2 separate regions of the Zea mays genome follow, and region 1 is linked to region 2. Evidence: chromatin contacts called from public Hi-C data. All regions are on one chromosome and are shown on one strand. The core of a region is the stretch at or near the end of the contact, and the rest is flanking DNA. Distances in the headings are between cores, read along the strand shown. Region 1 holds the start of LOC103634469 (probable ADP-ribosylation factor GTPase-activating protein AGD6). Region 2 holds the start of LOC109939248 (trifunctional UDP-glucose 4,6-dehydratase/UDP-4-keto-6-deoxy-D-glucose 3,5-epimerase/UDP-4-keto-L-rhamnose-reductase RHM1).

Evidence for each region. Hi-C and Micro-C count contacts between places; a contact is called where the count stands out from the background.
Region 1: a Hi-C map of ear shows a contact between it and region 2, with 2.1 times the contacts expected there. The contact joins the promoter of LOC103634469 here to the promoter of LOC109939248 in region 2.

Annotation. Positions count from the first base shown.
Region 1 is chr1:41,627,530-41,635,161 of Zm-B73-REFERENCE-NAM-5.0, forward strand. LOC103634469 (probable ADP-ribosylation factor GTPase-activating protein AGD6) reads right to left here and starts at 2,691. Exons shown (of 3, transcript XM_008656039.3): 1 at 1,601-2,691; 2 at 607-696; 3 at 1-159. The coding sequence starts at 2,389.
Region 2 is chr1:41,416,930-41,424,259 of Zm-B73-REFERENCE-NAM-5.0, forward strand. It overlaps LOC109939248 (trifunctional UDP-glucose 4,6-dehydratase/UDP-4-keto-6-deoxy-D-glucose 3,5-epimerase/UDP-4-keto-L-rhamnose-reductase RHM1), which reads left to right and starts at 2,810. Exons shown (of 4, transcript XM_020546030.3): 1 at 2,810-3,362; 2 at 4,032-5,632; 3 at 5,726-6,204; 4 at 6,506-6,744. The coding sequence starts at 4,067. The coding sequence ends at 6,178. LOC109943611 reads left to right here and starts at 6,846. Exons shown (of 2, transcript XM_020547114.2): 1 at 6,846-7,330. The coding sequence starts at 7,321. It also overlaps a transcript of LOC100191862 not described here.

The sequences.
Region 1 (7,632 bases), core at 1,441-3,940, 210 kb after region 2:
ACCCACTCCTCCTTCCTTGGCATATTCCTCTACCTTTTGTGAGGCCAGCGCCATAACTCCTCTCATGATCCCCCAAGTCCTGCTTCCAATCTCTGCAGTTTTATTGGCAACAACACTGACAGTTTCATTCACCTTCTGGTCATAGCCCCCATCCCTCATCTGTATTCCAGAGAAGCACCATCATCAGACAGAAAAAAACAGTGATGTAAAACACGTGGGTTACAAAAAAGTTCAACATAAATATGCTATGATGTAGTCTAATACCAACTATGATTATTGATCAAGGAGCAATGACATGTGATAAAGTTAGTTCAATGAAGTTCATGTTACAAAACTAAGAATGGATATTTTGTGTTGATAGAAGAATATTGCATACAGATAAAATGCAGCATTCCTAAAATGTAATATAAAAGCATTCCTGAGCATGGCCTTGTCTCAAAGTGCAGTGTTGTTGCAATAAGATTCAAACAAGAAGTGTTTGAGAAGAAAAGATAAAAAAAAGTTATATGAGCTCGGTGAACCCCAAAGAGGGGTTCAAACTCCATAGCCAACACACTAGACCCAGGAATCAATTGTTGTGCAGGAGAATAGGTAAGCATCAGTCACCTTTGATTGGATTTCTTTTGTGCCAACTTGGACAGCACTGGCAGCAGACTGGGCAGCAGATGCTGCAACTAATGAAAGGCGTCCAAATCCCTGAAAAAGGTTTTATGGTAAGCAACTATATCAAACCAATATACAATTGCAAAACAAGGTATAATGCTGGAGTCACCACACCTAACTAAATATTCACATGACCAAAGTAAGCTGAGGGCAATAATGCATCAATTGCTATTAAACTACAACGTACTGGGCTACTGGCTGAGCTCAAACACATGCCAACATGTATATCGAAACCTGTTTTGCTTAATCATTTCGAACAAGTGGTGCTGGTCTTCTGTAAATATGTTACAGGGAGCTCAGTATGTTCCTGTACTACCCAGTAAACGAGATGAATAAAGCATCATCACTATGTTGAGCTGTTCACTAGGCTTCTAAAACTTGATAAGACCACAGTACTAACAAATTTTCATTACGGTCAGGAACCCCAGATAGAGCGATTGGTTTATGTATGTCAATGTAACAACAGCTACAAATTGTAAAATCCTCCATTTTTACTGCCGAAGAGTAGCAAGGAATAAAATTCAGAGCCCTACCATTGTAGGCAAACATATACTCCTACTCCATAGTAATTTTAATTCCACGAATTGATGACATAGGCTTCTAAAACTTGATAAGACCACAGTACTAACAAATTCCTTATGGTCAGGAACCCCAGATAGAGCGATTGGTTTATGTATGTCAATGTAACAACAGTTACAAATTGTAAAATCCTCCATTTTTACTGCCGAAGAGTAGCAAGGAATAAAATTCAGATCAGAGCCCTACCATTGTAGGCAAACATATACCCCTACTCCATAGTAATTTTAATTCCACAAATTGATGACGTATTGTTATCCAATCAATGGAAAATATAATATACTCTTCATCTATGATGAATAGCGTGTCAAGTGGATTTGTCCATTATAAGTAGCAATAGCACAAAGATGATCTTTTTTACCTGAGAGACAACCTGCATGACATCGCCCTGGGCAGCACCGCCGTTCCTGTTAGCCGACGGCGGTGGGCTGGATCCGAACCCAACGTACTTGCCGCCCTGGGATGGCGGGATCCCGTCAGGCTTGGACTCGTTCTCCGCCATCCTCCTGGCGAAAAAGTCCTCCTTATTTGCCGCCGACGCCTCCAGTTGCTGCCTCGTGTACATGTCCTGTGTTGATTTGGACCTCGGCGGCTGCCTCCCTGACTGCGCACCCGCGGCGGCGAACGATCCAACCGACTGATTCCGCCTCATGTCCGGCCGAAAATCGTCGTCCCAGTCGTCCCACCCGCCGCCGCCGGAGGCGGCAGATGTGTGCACGGGCGGCTTCCTAGCGGGGGCGGGGGCGCCAGATCCGGGCGTCTCCTTGACCACGGGCGGGTCAGTCCACGGCTTTCCCTCAGCGAGCGCGGCGATGCGGTCGCGGTAGGCGGCTGCGGCGTTGGAGTTGTACTTGGCGACGTGGGGCGTCTCCTTAGGAACGCCGCGAGCTGTGAGGAAGGCGTTGAGTCGGTCGTTGCCACCGGCCTCCATCTTGCGGAGCTGCGCCTCGGTCCAGGAGTCCATGGTGACCGAGCGCACGAAGCTGATGTGCACGCCGAGGCCCCGGTGCTTGCCCGAGCACTCGAGGCACATGAACACCCCATAGGAGACGCTCGCCCACTGCGGGTTCCGCTGCGCGCAGTCCACGCAGGTCTTGTTCCCCGTCTGCGCCTGCAGCTCCCGCAGCCGCCTCGCCGCCGTGGACGCCATCGCCGGATCGGATCTGCGCCTCGGATCCGCGGCTGAGTGGGTGGCGCCGGGCTGGACTCGGAGGGGAAAGGGGGAGGACGAGGCACAGGAGGGACTCGCCGACACTGGTGTGGGACGGTGAGGGGTCAAATACGGTGACGCGGTCGTTTCTACCCCTGGCTGCGCGTGGGCGGTGGTCAGGGCAGACCCGTAATATCCCTCATCGCCAGAGGGCAGCGACGGGTCCCTGGCTGGCTGGCTGGTGGGGCGTGGCCGAACCGAGCATGGGCCCACTTCTGACACCGACAATATGGACCCAGCGCGCAGGAAGGAGAAGAGAGTCAGGCCGGTCGGGCCACCAAGATGAGCGGGCGGCCAGCCAGGCACGGACGGTCTCCCGTATACGACGCGCTCTCCACTGGTTAAAAGGAGGCCGCGGCCCACGAAGGGTTCTCCTTCACACTGTTCAGGTCGAATTAAATTCACCTGTTTAGATTTGTTTCCGCTCTAATATACAAAATAGTGTAGAAGCATTGTGTTGTGGTTTCAGAAACCGGTGGACAATAAATTTGTGTTTGATGGAGAAGCAAGAGTGGACTCAATCCAAATGATGGATCACGGAGATCCGAGCAATGAACACAGACACGGGGTTTATACTAGTATAGGCTTACACCCTAATCCAGTGTAGTGCTAATCGTAGTACTGCTTTGAGACGTGTTACAACTAGTGTGCTTGTGTGTAAAATGAAAGTTTCTCAGTCCCTTCTATAGCTCAAGTGTGGGCTTTACAGTGAAAACTTATCGGAGGAGCTTGGCTTGCTGCCTCTAGATAGTTATTTTTGGTAAATTAGTTAATAATTAGATAGTTCTTTTTTAGCTAGCTAATTTCACTAATAACTAGGTGAGTACCCGTGCGTTGCAACGGGGATATATCCTACTACTATATAAGTACCTAATGTAGACCACACTGTGCACCACGGTTCTGCCCCTCACCCGCATCCCGACGCCCACCATTCCAGAGCGATAATCGCGGCGCGACATTTCCCCATCCTCGGCCCCTCGTCGTTGCCAAGCCGCCCTTTCATCACGCTGCGAATCCCGCGAACACTCTCTCGCTCCGCTCGGCCGCCTCCCGCGCGCTCTGCACGGCAACGCGTCCCGCGACCTGCGCCACCCAGCCCCCGGGATGGCCGTGCCACGCAGCCCCCATCTCGTGAATCCCACGAACGATTTGCCACTCCGCTCTGCCGCCTCCCACGCGCTCCGCTCGCCAATGCCTCCTGCGACCAGCGCCACCCAACCCCCTTGCACCCTGCCTTAACGGACTCCGCGATGTCAGCGCTCGGCTCGTCAATGGCCCCAGCGTCGCATCCACCGCACCTCATAGGCCCCAGCCTCCCACGCCGCCGGCGCGTGCAACAGGCGCCTGATTCACCCGCAAGCCCCCCTCCCCCGTCTAGGGTTTGGCATTTTAGCCGCCGTCATGGCATCGGTGTCGCTCGCGCTCCTCCCAGCCACATCGGCGCATCGTACAAGAAGAGCAAGCTGGCGAGACCACGATAGGGCCCTAGAACGTTGGGAGGAGGCCGACGCGGTGCGCAGTTGGTTATCTGCCATCGTGGAGCGTAATCGCGCCCTGCGACGCCGAAGAGGCTCCACATCCTTCTGCCTCCCCCGCGGTGGCTTGGTCGGCACCGCTGGCTCCACCAAAGAGCGTCGTGGCCGTCGCGAAGAAGCCAACGTGTTCTGTGCGCTTGGAGTCGGAGCAAAAATGGAGGAACCAGCGGTTGATCCGGGCATCACGTTCTTCTGCCTCGCCACAAGGCCAAGCAAAAGAGGTGATGATTTTTCCCCCTTTTCGATGCTCGTCGACTCCCTCCTGCTCTGCTTTCTTGACGTGTGCTCCGGTTTCTGATCCCTCCTTGTATGTTGCTTGCCTCCCTCGCGGGGCCAGCGTAGGTATGTCATGAAGAAGATCAACCGCTTACCAAGAGGTAACGCATGTGCTCATAACACAGGAAGACAAGAAGGCTCTTCTAGAGCGGTACACAGTGATCCAATACCCTTCCTTCCACTGCGGCTGAGGAGCAACTCTCCCTCGCTGTCCTCTTCCTATCGTTGTATCCACACGACCTTTGTGTTCTATAAGTTTGTTTTGTTGTTGATCTGCATGCTCTGCTGATCCTCGTAAGCCTTAGCTGATGATCTTACTATCTTCCTCTTTTGTGAAGGTGGAATAGGGAATGATGATATGGCGGATTTCTCCAAGGTGCGAAGAATATTCTTCTTCTACTTTCTATTGTTATTTGGAACTATTGTTACCACTTTTGTTTGCGATTACTGCTTTGCCCGAGAATTGCATTCGCAGGCAATGTACATGCATGTTGTTTCCCCTTTTACTGAAAACTATATTTTTATGTATGGATGGGTGCGCGATATGGAATTTAAGCTTATACCTATTTTAGATCTGATCGACTAGCTATAACTGAATTTATTAGGGGAACCCCCAAACTGGATCATTATCTTCTCAAATAGAAATGTCAATTCAGTTTGTGATAATGGAAAATAAGTGAAGAACATAATAATAGATGTATCAGATATAGTAGTAAACTTGTCTAGCATAGGATATACACCTTTATCGAGGGATCTTGAAACTTTTTTGAATGTTGAGTCATTTGATTGTGTGTGTGTAATCATGATTTACCCAAATAGTGTGAATCGGATGTCAGTGGCTCAGTGCCTTTAAAAATATTGTCATTTGAGGAGTTTCTTTAATAGTACCATCAACTGAAATGCAAAGCTTTCAACAATGTTATGTCGTATGAATAATTTATTACCATATTGCTCTCACCGAAAGAGTAGTACCATTCAGTAAGGAAATCAATGGTTATATATGTTAGTATAGTATATGATGTTACTATATTGAGTTCTCTGCTCTGCACTGTCATGGCACTTGTTATGATAGGGCAAGATAACCCATCTCGACCAATTTATTATTACATTTACTCATTAGAAACCTTAAACTGGAACCAATACATTAATTTGTTATAATAGTTGCTCAGCTATGGGCGATGGGCTAAAATCATAGCTTAGACTCTGTTTGGATTCAAAGTATTTTTGGATTATTGGAGAAATACTACGGTTGAGCAAAATACTTTGGTTTTTCAAAAGCTGCTGCAGTGTTTGGACCTGCTACATTGAAGCTGGTTTAGCAACAGCTATGAGGACATGATGCAGTGTTTGTTGTTTTAACAACTTAATGTTGATGAATTTTTTTGGTCATATGGTTTCATTGATATCATTAAACATGTCAAATTTGCTCTGTTTTTAACTTGCCTAGATGTTTTTAAAGCCAGAATTTAAGGTGGGCATGAAATGTGGGGAATGCATAACATCTGTGAAACAAGAAGCTACATATTTTTGAAGGTATGGGCCATATTTTTCAATTTTCTACCTTTTTCAACTAAATGTTTCTTTCAGCGGAGTGTTAAACCACACTATAAGTATTGGCTCAAAGCAGAATGATACTGAGTGGCATGTCAGATATGTCGAGCTTGCATACTCATTTGTTGGAATGCCTTGCATCTTTGACAACTGCAAAGCCTCAGTTTTTTTATCTTATGAACCCATGATCATGTCTTGTGTTTGGTCTCTTTTAGCAATCAAGTATTTTTATCTAATTGATTTGGTTAGTATACCGGTTTTCTCATTATTGACTGGTTTTATTATTGGCAGTTACTATGTTGAAATTTGGTCGCGCAAGTTCTGATCTGCTTGCATATGGTGCGGCAGATGGTAGCTTGACGGCCTACTAGGTTTCTGAGCCACCATCTGTTCTTCAAAACATAATGGGGCATTCTAAAAATAGCATAGGTTAGACCACACAACAATGTAACATGAAAATACCTTTTTGTGTAGTCCATAATTGTCACACCCGGGTTTCGGGGGCACCAAGACCCGGACGCGAACATAATCACCAGGTGTGCTGGGACCAAGTCTCACACATATGATGAATCATGGCACAAGATCGAATGTCACATCTTTACCACATAACGGTTGTTCTATACAAAATAAATAAATAATTACATTATAAGGAGACAATGGTCCAGCAACCCAAAGTTGACTGGGAGACGACGGCCTAGACCTCTCACGAACTCGTCACAACATCCTCCAAGCGCCTCATCCTGCGGTACCTGTTCTTGACCTGTGGGGGGGTGTGAGACAGCAAGAGTGAGCTCACATACGTTCATTGCTCAACAAGTTGTGGGGAATAATGTGCATGAACTCGCCAAAGGTGGGAGCTCACGTGAAGTGTAAGGCTTACCAAAGAGGATGGTTAGAGCTGAGCATTGCTTTTAAAGTTGGTCAAAATTTTATTAGCAATTACTAAGTATAAGTAAATACCAACCCAGTTAAGAAAAGTAATAACATCACATGCGATGCAATGCATATGACAAATTGAATTTAGTTTCATAAATTAATCATCAGAGAGTCCTGAGCTGCTCATGACCGTGAGCTCGGCTAGTATACCAGTTTTACACTCTGCAGAGGTTGTACCCTTTACCCACAAGTCGTGTATCCCATGTCGCCAGGGTTAGCTAGACCCTTAGACACTACCGAGGTGAATGGCTAGGGATCCACTACGAGGCCTTTACAAAGTTCCACTAGCTTCCGAAAACCCGCTACAGTTATGGGGAGAGCACTTGCAAGAATCCCCCGTCGGACCGCCATCACAGCAAAATCAACCCGAGAACCTCCTTGCATGCAATCCCCTACTGCCCTTGCCACTTTCGGGTAAGGTAGTCTTCCACTAGCTTTCCTAGTTAGTTGGCCAAGGGCGTCCCATTAAACCCTTGTGGTGGCACGTGTTTCTCAAGTTAAGCTCCATGTTCCAATTAACATTTAATGAACATAAATAGAATAACACAATAACTGGAACATGGATATAATAAAATATTATCCCAAAACCATGTAAAGCAATAGCAAAACTACCCATGTGATTCAGGGATAACAAGGTAAAGAGATGAACAATCTAGGGTGACCTATCGGGTCCCATCAAAATTAAGCCTATGCATGGTAAATGATTATAAAGAACATTATTGGGTAACAAAAGTGAATCAAGGGCACAACTTGCCTGACACTTGAGATTCCAGTTACTAGGGTGATTCTTCAACTCCTCGTGACCTCACTGTTAGTCGTAGCAATACAAACAAACATGGTATAGACAAAATTATCATCACACCAAACATAAGTACAAACTGAATA
Region 2 (7,330 bases), core at 1,560-4,059:
CATATCATTAAACCAAAAGATCCAGAATTTTCTACTGTGCACCCAAGAGTACAAGCTCCCCAATTTTCACCGCATTTTGATAAATGTATTGGAGCTATAGATGGGACACATGTGCGTGTTGTTGTCCCATCATCAAAGGTGCTGCAACATACAGGGCGTCATGGGTATACAACTCAGAATGTATTGGCCATATGTGACTTCGATATGAGGTTTACCTTTGTGGTCGCCGGATGGCCAGGGTCAGTTCATGATATGAGAGTGTTTAATGATGCTCTGCGCAAATATGGTGACAAATTTCCTCATCCTCCTCCTGGTAAATATATATACTACAAAGTTATTTTATGGTCATGGCTTTATCATTTTCTAATGGTCTAACTTTTTGTAGGAAAATTTTATCTTGTTGACTCGAGGTACCCTAACCGTGATGGTTACCTAGCTCCTTACAAAGGAACTAAGTATCATGTACCAGAGTTTCGACAAGGCCCTAGACCAAGTGGGAAGGAGTTATTCAATTTTTGTCACTCATCTCTTCGCAACGTCATCGAGCGTTCGTTTGGCGTGTTGAAGATGAAATGGAGGATCTTGTTACACTTACCATCATATCCAATGGTAAAGCAAACAAAGATTATACTTGCGTGCATGACCCTTCATAATTTCATTAGAGAAAGTGCTATGGCGGACGCGGATTTTGAAATGTGTGACAATGATGAGAACTATATATCGATTCAGAGCAACAATTTGTTTGAAGAAGATGGTGATGAAGAACAAGGCATGAACGCTTTCCGTGACAACATTGCAAATGCGTTGTTCATCATGAGAGGGTGACAAGTTGGAGATACTATTTGTGTTGACAAAGTAGTTCAGTTTGTATTGCTATGAGACAAGTTTCTCTACATTTTTATAAACAGATGTACATTTTCAGAATGACTGTTTTTTGTTTGAAAAAAGATGAGGTTGAGATGGGCAGTTGAAATGAACGGTTGTAAAGCTGAAATTGAATATTGATTAGATAAAAAATGGTTGAAATCTATTGAACGGATGTACAGGCGTACAACTGACAAAGGACTGCTTCGGCTAACCTGAAACCTTTTAGCTATAATCCAAACAGCACCAAACTAATAGTTAGCAGCTAATAATTAGCCAACTATTTTTGCTAGCAACTTATTAGCTAACTAACTATTAGTTATAGTGCATTCAAACACCCCTGCGGTGGGCGAAGAATATCCACGGGGGAGCATACTCATAGTTGGCTTGTCATTATTCGTGGCCACATTTCATTACGGAATTTGAGTTCCAATAAACGGAATATACCTTCGTCGATCACCTTGAAGGATTGTATCATTAGAATTTTCATACAGGGCTGGCCTTTTGAGTCTCTGCCTACGCACGCAGATGTTGTGGTTCTTGTGTTTGTAGCCTATATGTACTCCCTGAGTCGATTATAGAAATGTTTATTCCATTTTGAGTTTTTTGTTCCTTCCTTTTGCTTTGCCGTCTAAGACTGAGATGACGCCAGCTGCGCTGCAGATTTGTGATTGTAATGGACTGGCCATGGCAAGGTGTCGTTGTCTCTCTCAAATTCTGTAAAATGGAGTACTACTATAAACCACAGTCTAGTCTGGTTTCGGAGGCTTTTCCAACGAGCGAGAAGCTACAGAATCACAATCTAGTCTGGTTCGGCGCTTTTCCAACAAGAAGAGCTTTGTTTCGGTGCTTCTCCAACGAGATGCCACGAGCAGCAGAAGAGCTTCCGGGAAAGTGCAGGCGTAGAAACACACAGAACAGAACCTTCTTTACCTCGATCGACAAAAACGCCTCCGTCCATGACATGTGGGCCCAGTCTGGACACAACTACCCGTTTGAAAGACCCAAAAGAAATCCAGTCTAGACACACTTTAAAAGTTTATAGATCAAGTTAACACCCACGCAAATTAAGAGATCGGAAATACGCTTTATTCTTTGCGATATAGTAGACCATCACTGCCCTCGTGAACACAGGCACAGCTATAGTACTCGCACATATACTTGAGCGCTGAGCCTGCCTTGAAATAATACATGGATGAGATCATGCCTGTCTGGCTGTAGATGAAAAAAATAAATAAAGTGAGTCATGCCACCTTTTCGGTAGAAAAAAAGAAAATAAAAAATAAGGTGAAATACTGTTTTGTAGTTGTTCATTTGTAAGTGCTATCCTAAAAATATATATTCTATCAATATTATTATAAAGAATTCATTTTAAACAAGTACTCCGTTTATAAATATTTCTCGTTCTTACTTTAGTCAACCATTTTAACTTTAACCATATTTATATAATAATATTTATAATACATAATTAGTACCATTAGTTAGATATTTAAATCTCTTTTTATAGTAAATTATTCGAATATATAAATATTGCTAATATATTATATAAATCTTATTTAGCCGACACGAATACTGTATCCACAAATATTCATGGACGAAGGAAGTACTACGTAAGGCTGAGTACAGTGCACAGCCTTTCTCTCGCCCCTGTCACGTCAGCTCTCGCCTCCACTCTCGCTCCTGCTGCTCTTGTGCACAGGCTACAGCAGGCTACAGCCTCAGGCTATAGCACACGTGGACCAATCAGAAGCCGCCACCTTACTGTCGTCCCTCGCTCTCGCCCGCGAAGACGCCATCGCCAACGCGTCGCCCCGCTCTCGCCTGCCTATCGCCGGGCGGTGGCAGTAGTGCCCGCCGGGTCGCTCTCGTCCGCCTCCAGCCCCGCTCTCGCCTCCTGCTAGACGCTATCGCCCTCACTATATAGCCTGCGTTGGCACCAGCCTCGTGCTGGGCGCTATCGCCCGCCGGGTAGCAACTAACTCTCGTCCTTGTCCCTGTCCCCGTCCAACCACGAACCATCCATCCCTCCCCATCCCGGCGCCATCCACGTGGCGCGAGAAGGGAGAGAGACGCCGCCCACCTACTGCCGTCACGTCCCGTCCGTGGTCCTCCCGTGCCGTGCCGTGCCTCCCAGGAACTGAGCTGGGCCTGGCTTGGCAGTGGGCAGCCCGGGCACCGCGTCCGCGACTCCGCGTCTCCGCCTGCAACTGCAAAGAGTATAGAAGGCACGCGGCGAAGCGGCCAGGAGTTCCTCCTCGCCCCGCGTTGAGTTGCCAGCACGGCCCCTCCCTCTCGTTCTCCTCGACTCCTCCCCGTCGCGGCAGCCAGCCAGCAGGCATCGTGATCGTCTGCCCTGGTTCCCGCCCTCGCTCCATCCCCCGGCACCCCCGCACGGGACGCGCGTGTGGACGTTCTTCGCCTCCGCGACAGGCTTGCGCCCCGGCTCGGCTCGGGTCTGCCTCCACTGCGGCCTTCCTGGATCTCGGCCGCCGCTCCTCGTGAGTTCCTGCTATTGAATCTGGTTCCTTTGCGGATTTTCGAATTATTATCTCGTGCAGTGGTGGCGACTGTCGAGCGCGATAGATCTGATCCTCGTAGATCGCCGCTTGCGGGTGGGCAGAGTGATCCGACAGACCGGCGGCATTGTGACCCATTCCTAGGCTCGCAGCGAAGGGGTGGCCGATGGAATTGGTTACCTCGCGCGTTGCAGAGTTGGTTATCTAGATTTGAGGATCACGATGGGCGCACGCCTTTTTTTTGTGAACTACGTGGACTGGGATATTATCGTGAGGGTGGTCTGTTTTTTTTTTTTTGCTCTACCTCACCGAGCAGTTATGCTTACTTGTAGTATATATATATATATATAATAAATGATCCTTACTGGTAATGTTAATTGTGTAGCATGCAAAGCTTTTAGGCAAGAGCATGGTACCCACGTATCTGGAATTATATGGATTTTGTATTTTCTGGTGGGGGTCATTCTTAGTGTTCCAGATTAGATCCGATCATCCGAGTACTACATTTTACTACAGTATTACTTAATTGTGTCCATGTTTAAAATAATTCCCCTGTGATGGCAACCAGATCTCTTTTTTGTTTTGTTTTCTCTAATGTCATTCCTCAACTTGTCCTTGTGAGAGTACTCATGATCTCATTGTGTTTGCTAGCATATTATAACATATCACAGAACTATCAGACAAGGATGGCGACTTACGAGCCCAAGAACATTCTCATCACCGGTGCTGCTGGTTTTATTGCATCGCATGTCACCAACTGTCTGGTTAGGAACTACCCGCACTACAAGATTGTTGTCCTCGACAAGCTCGATTACTGCTCCAGCCTAAAGAACCTCAACCCCTCACGGGCTTCACCAAATTTGAAGTTTGTCAAGGGTGACATTGCAAGTGCTGATCTGGTGAACCACCTTCTGGTCACAGAGTCGATTGACACCATCATGCACTTTGCTGCTCAGACTCATGTAGATAATTCATTTGGCAATTCATTTGAGTTCACAAAAAACAATATATATGGTACCCACGTCCTTCTTGAGGCTTGCAAGGTCACTGGCCAGATCAGGAGGTTTATTCATGTCAGTACTGATGAGGTCTATGGAGAAACTGATGAAGATGCTGTGGTTGGTAATCATGAGGCCTCACAGCTGCTTCCAACAAATCCGTATTCAGCTACAAAAGCTGGGGCTGAAATGCTTGTGATGGCATATGGAAGATCTTATGGTCTTCCTGTGATAACCACTCGGGGCAACAACGTGTATGGGCCAAATCAGTTCCCTGAGAAACTTATTCCCAAATTCATTCTTTTGGCCATGAGAGGTCTGCCTCTTCCAATTCATGGAGATGGTTCCAATGTCAGGAGCTACCTATATTGTGAGGATGTGGCTGAAGCTTTTGAGGTTGTTCTTCACAAAGGGGAGGTTGGACATGTGTATAATATTGGTACTGTGAAGGAGAGGAGGGTGATTGATGTGGCCAAAGACATTTGCAGGCTCTTTGGCTTGGATACTGAGAAAGTAATCAGGTTTGTTGAGAACAGGCCCTTCAATGACCAGAGGTACTTCTTGGATGATCAGAAGCTTAAGAGACTGGGATGGGCAGAGCGCACACCATGGGAAGAGGGCTTGAAGAAGACAATCGAGTGGTACACCACCAATCCTGATTACTGGGGAGATGTCACTGGTGCTTTGCTCCCTCACCCAAGGATGTTGATGATTCCTGGAGTTGAAAGGCATAACTGGACTGAGGATATCAAATCTCTGACTTCTTCACCAGCTGAAGCTAGCACAACAGCTCCTGCAACCAGTGCCAAAAGGACCACTGCTGCCCCTCAAAAGCCTTTGTACAAGTTCTTAATCTATGGCAGGACTGGATGGATTGGTGGCCTCCTTGGGAAGATTTGTGACAAGCAAGGGATACCATATGAATATGGGAAAGGACGCTTGGAGGAGCGCTCTCAGCTGTTGGAGGACATTAGAAATGTGAAGCCAACTCAAGTTTTTAATGCTGCCGGAGTCACTGGGAGACCAAATGTTGATTGGTGTGAGACCCATAAACAGGACACCATCCGCACCAATGTTGTAGGCATATTGAATCTTGCTGATGTCTGTCGCGAGCAAGGTCTGCTAATGATTAATTATGCTACAGGTTGTATATTTGAGTATGATGCCAAGCACCCGGAAAGGTCTGGTATTGGCTTTAAAGAGGAAGACACACCCAACTTTACGGGTTCCTTTTATTCCAAAACAAAAGCAATGGTAAGTTCGGGATGATGTTCTTTTTTTGTCAAGCATTTTTCTTTTACTTCATTATGCCTGAAGCTAATTTCTGTGCTGTTCATCATGGTGCAGGTGGAAGAGCTGTTGAAGGAGTATGATAATGTCTGTACTCTTAGGGTCAGGATGCCTATATCATCAGATCTAAACAATCCTCGTAACTTCATCACAAAGATAGCTCGTTACGACAAGGTGGTGAACATTCCCAACAGCATGACAATTTTGGATGAGCTTCTGCCCATCTCCATTGAGATGGCAAAACGGGACTGCAGGGGCATATGGAACTTCACCAACCCTGGCGTTGTCAGCCACAATGAGATTCTGGAGATGTACAAGAAATACATCAATCCTGATTTTAAGTGGACCAACTTCACACTCGAAGAGCAATCCAAGGTCATAGTCGCACCTAGAAGCAACAATGAGATGGATGCGTCGAAATTGAAGGCCGAGTTCTCTCAACTGATGTCCATCAAGGATTCTTTGATCAAATATGTCTTTGAGCCTAACAGGAAGGTTCCAGCTAATTGAGGATTTAGGATAAGAAGGGCATCGAGGTATTAGTTACTATTAAACATTAAATTAGCTATAATGTTTGTCAATTTTTTTATGCATCGTATTTTAACAGAACACGTAGATGTCCTTATGTTCTATATAGTGGATGATGTGTTGAGATGTGGTTATGGACAACACAATAAGTCGTTCTGTTGTGCATTTTAATTATTTGTTGCAATGTGCTTTCTTTTCTTTCTCTTTTTCTTCTGAAATTTGTTTATGGTGTTTGTATGCCAAAATCAAATAATCTCCGTTTAGATATGTTCTGTGTTACCAATGAATCCCCCGGATTTTATGCAGCAGGTTGCTGGATTGTTGTTGGGGATATTGTTCATCCAGATCCCACTGAAGATAGCCAGCGCCCAGCGTAGCCACATGTTCAATCATCATCCCCGTCGTTGATATGGTTCTCAGTTGCTGAATTGTTTGCTTAAGGCATGTTTGTTTGAGTCCTACCATTTGGAATTTTGTCTCAAAATCTGGGTTTTGACTTTCAGCTGTTTTCTTCCCTATTGGCTTTTATAATACTCTCTCTATCCCAAAATATAATGCTTAAGACCTCTAATTTTTTACCTATATAAATCATAGACAAGAAAATAATTTATCTAGAAGTGCAACTATGGATAGGTGTTAAAAGTCGTCTAGAGAAGGGGTGAATAGACGAAAACTAAAAATTATAAACTTTGAACACGCGCTTCACCCGGGGTTAGAGTTCGAAATAAATAATAATAAATTATGGAGTGCAGAAGATAGTTTTTCTTGCTATGAGTTGCTCAATCAATGCGGATAACTTTGAGAGCCAACTCAAAAGGTTGTGAGCAAGAGAACTTTAGAAAGAGAGGAGAGGGAAGAAACAAATCGAGTGATGAAGATCAACACAAATGAACATGGTGATTTGTTTCCCGAGGTTCGGTTCCAAAGAACCTACTCCCCGTTGAGGAGTCCACATAGGCCGGGTCTATTTCAACCCTTTCTCTCTCAATCGATCACTTAGACCGGTCGAGTGCTTCTTCTTAATCACACGGGTCACTAAGACCCTACAAGGATCACCACACAATTAAGTGTCTCTTGCTTGCTTTACAAATCACTTAGAAAGTTTAGAGAGAGATAAAGAAAGCATGATTAAAA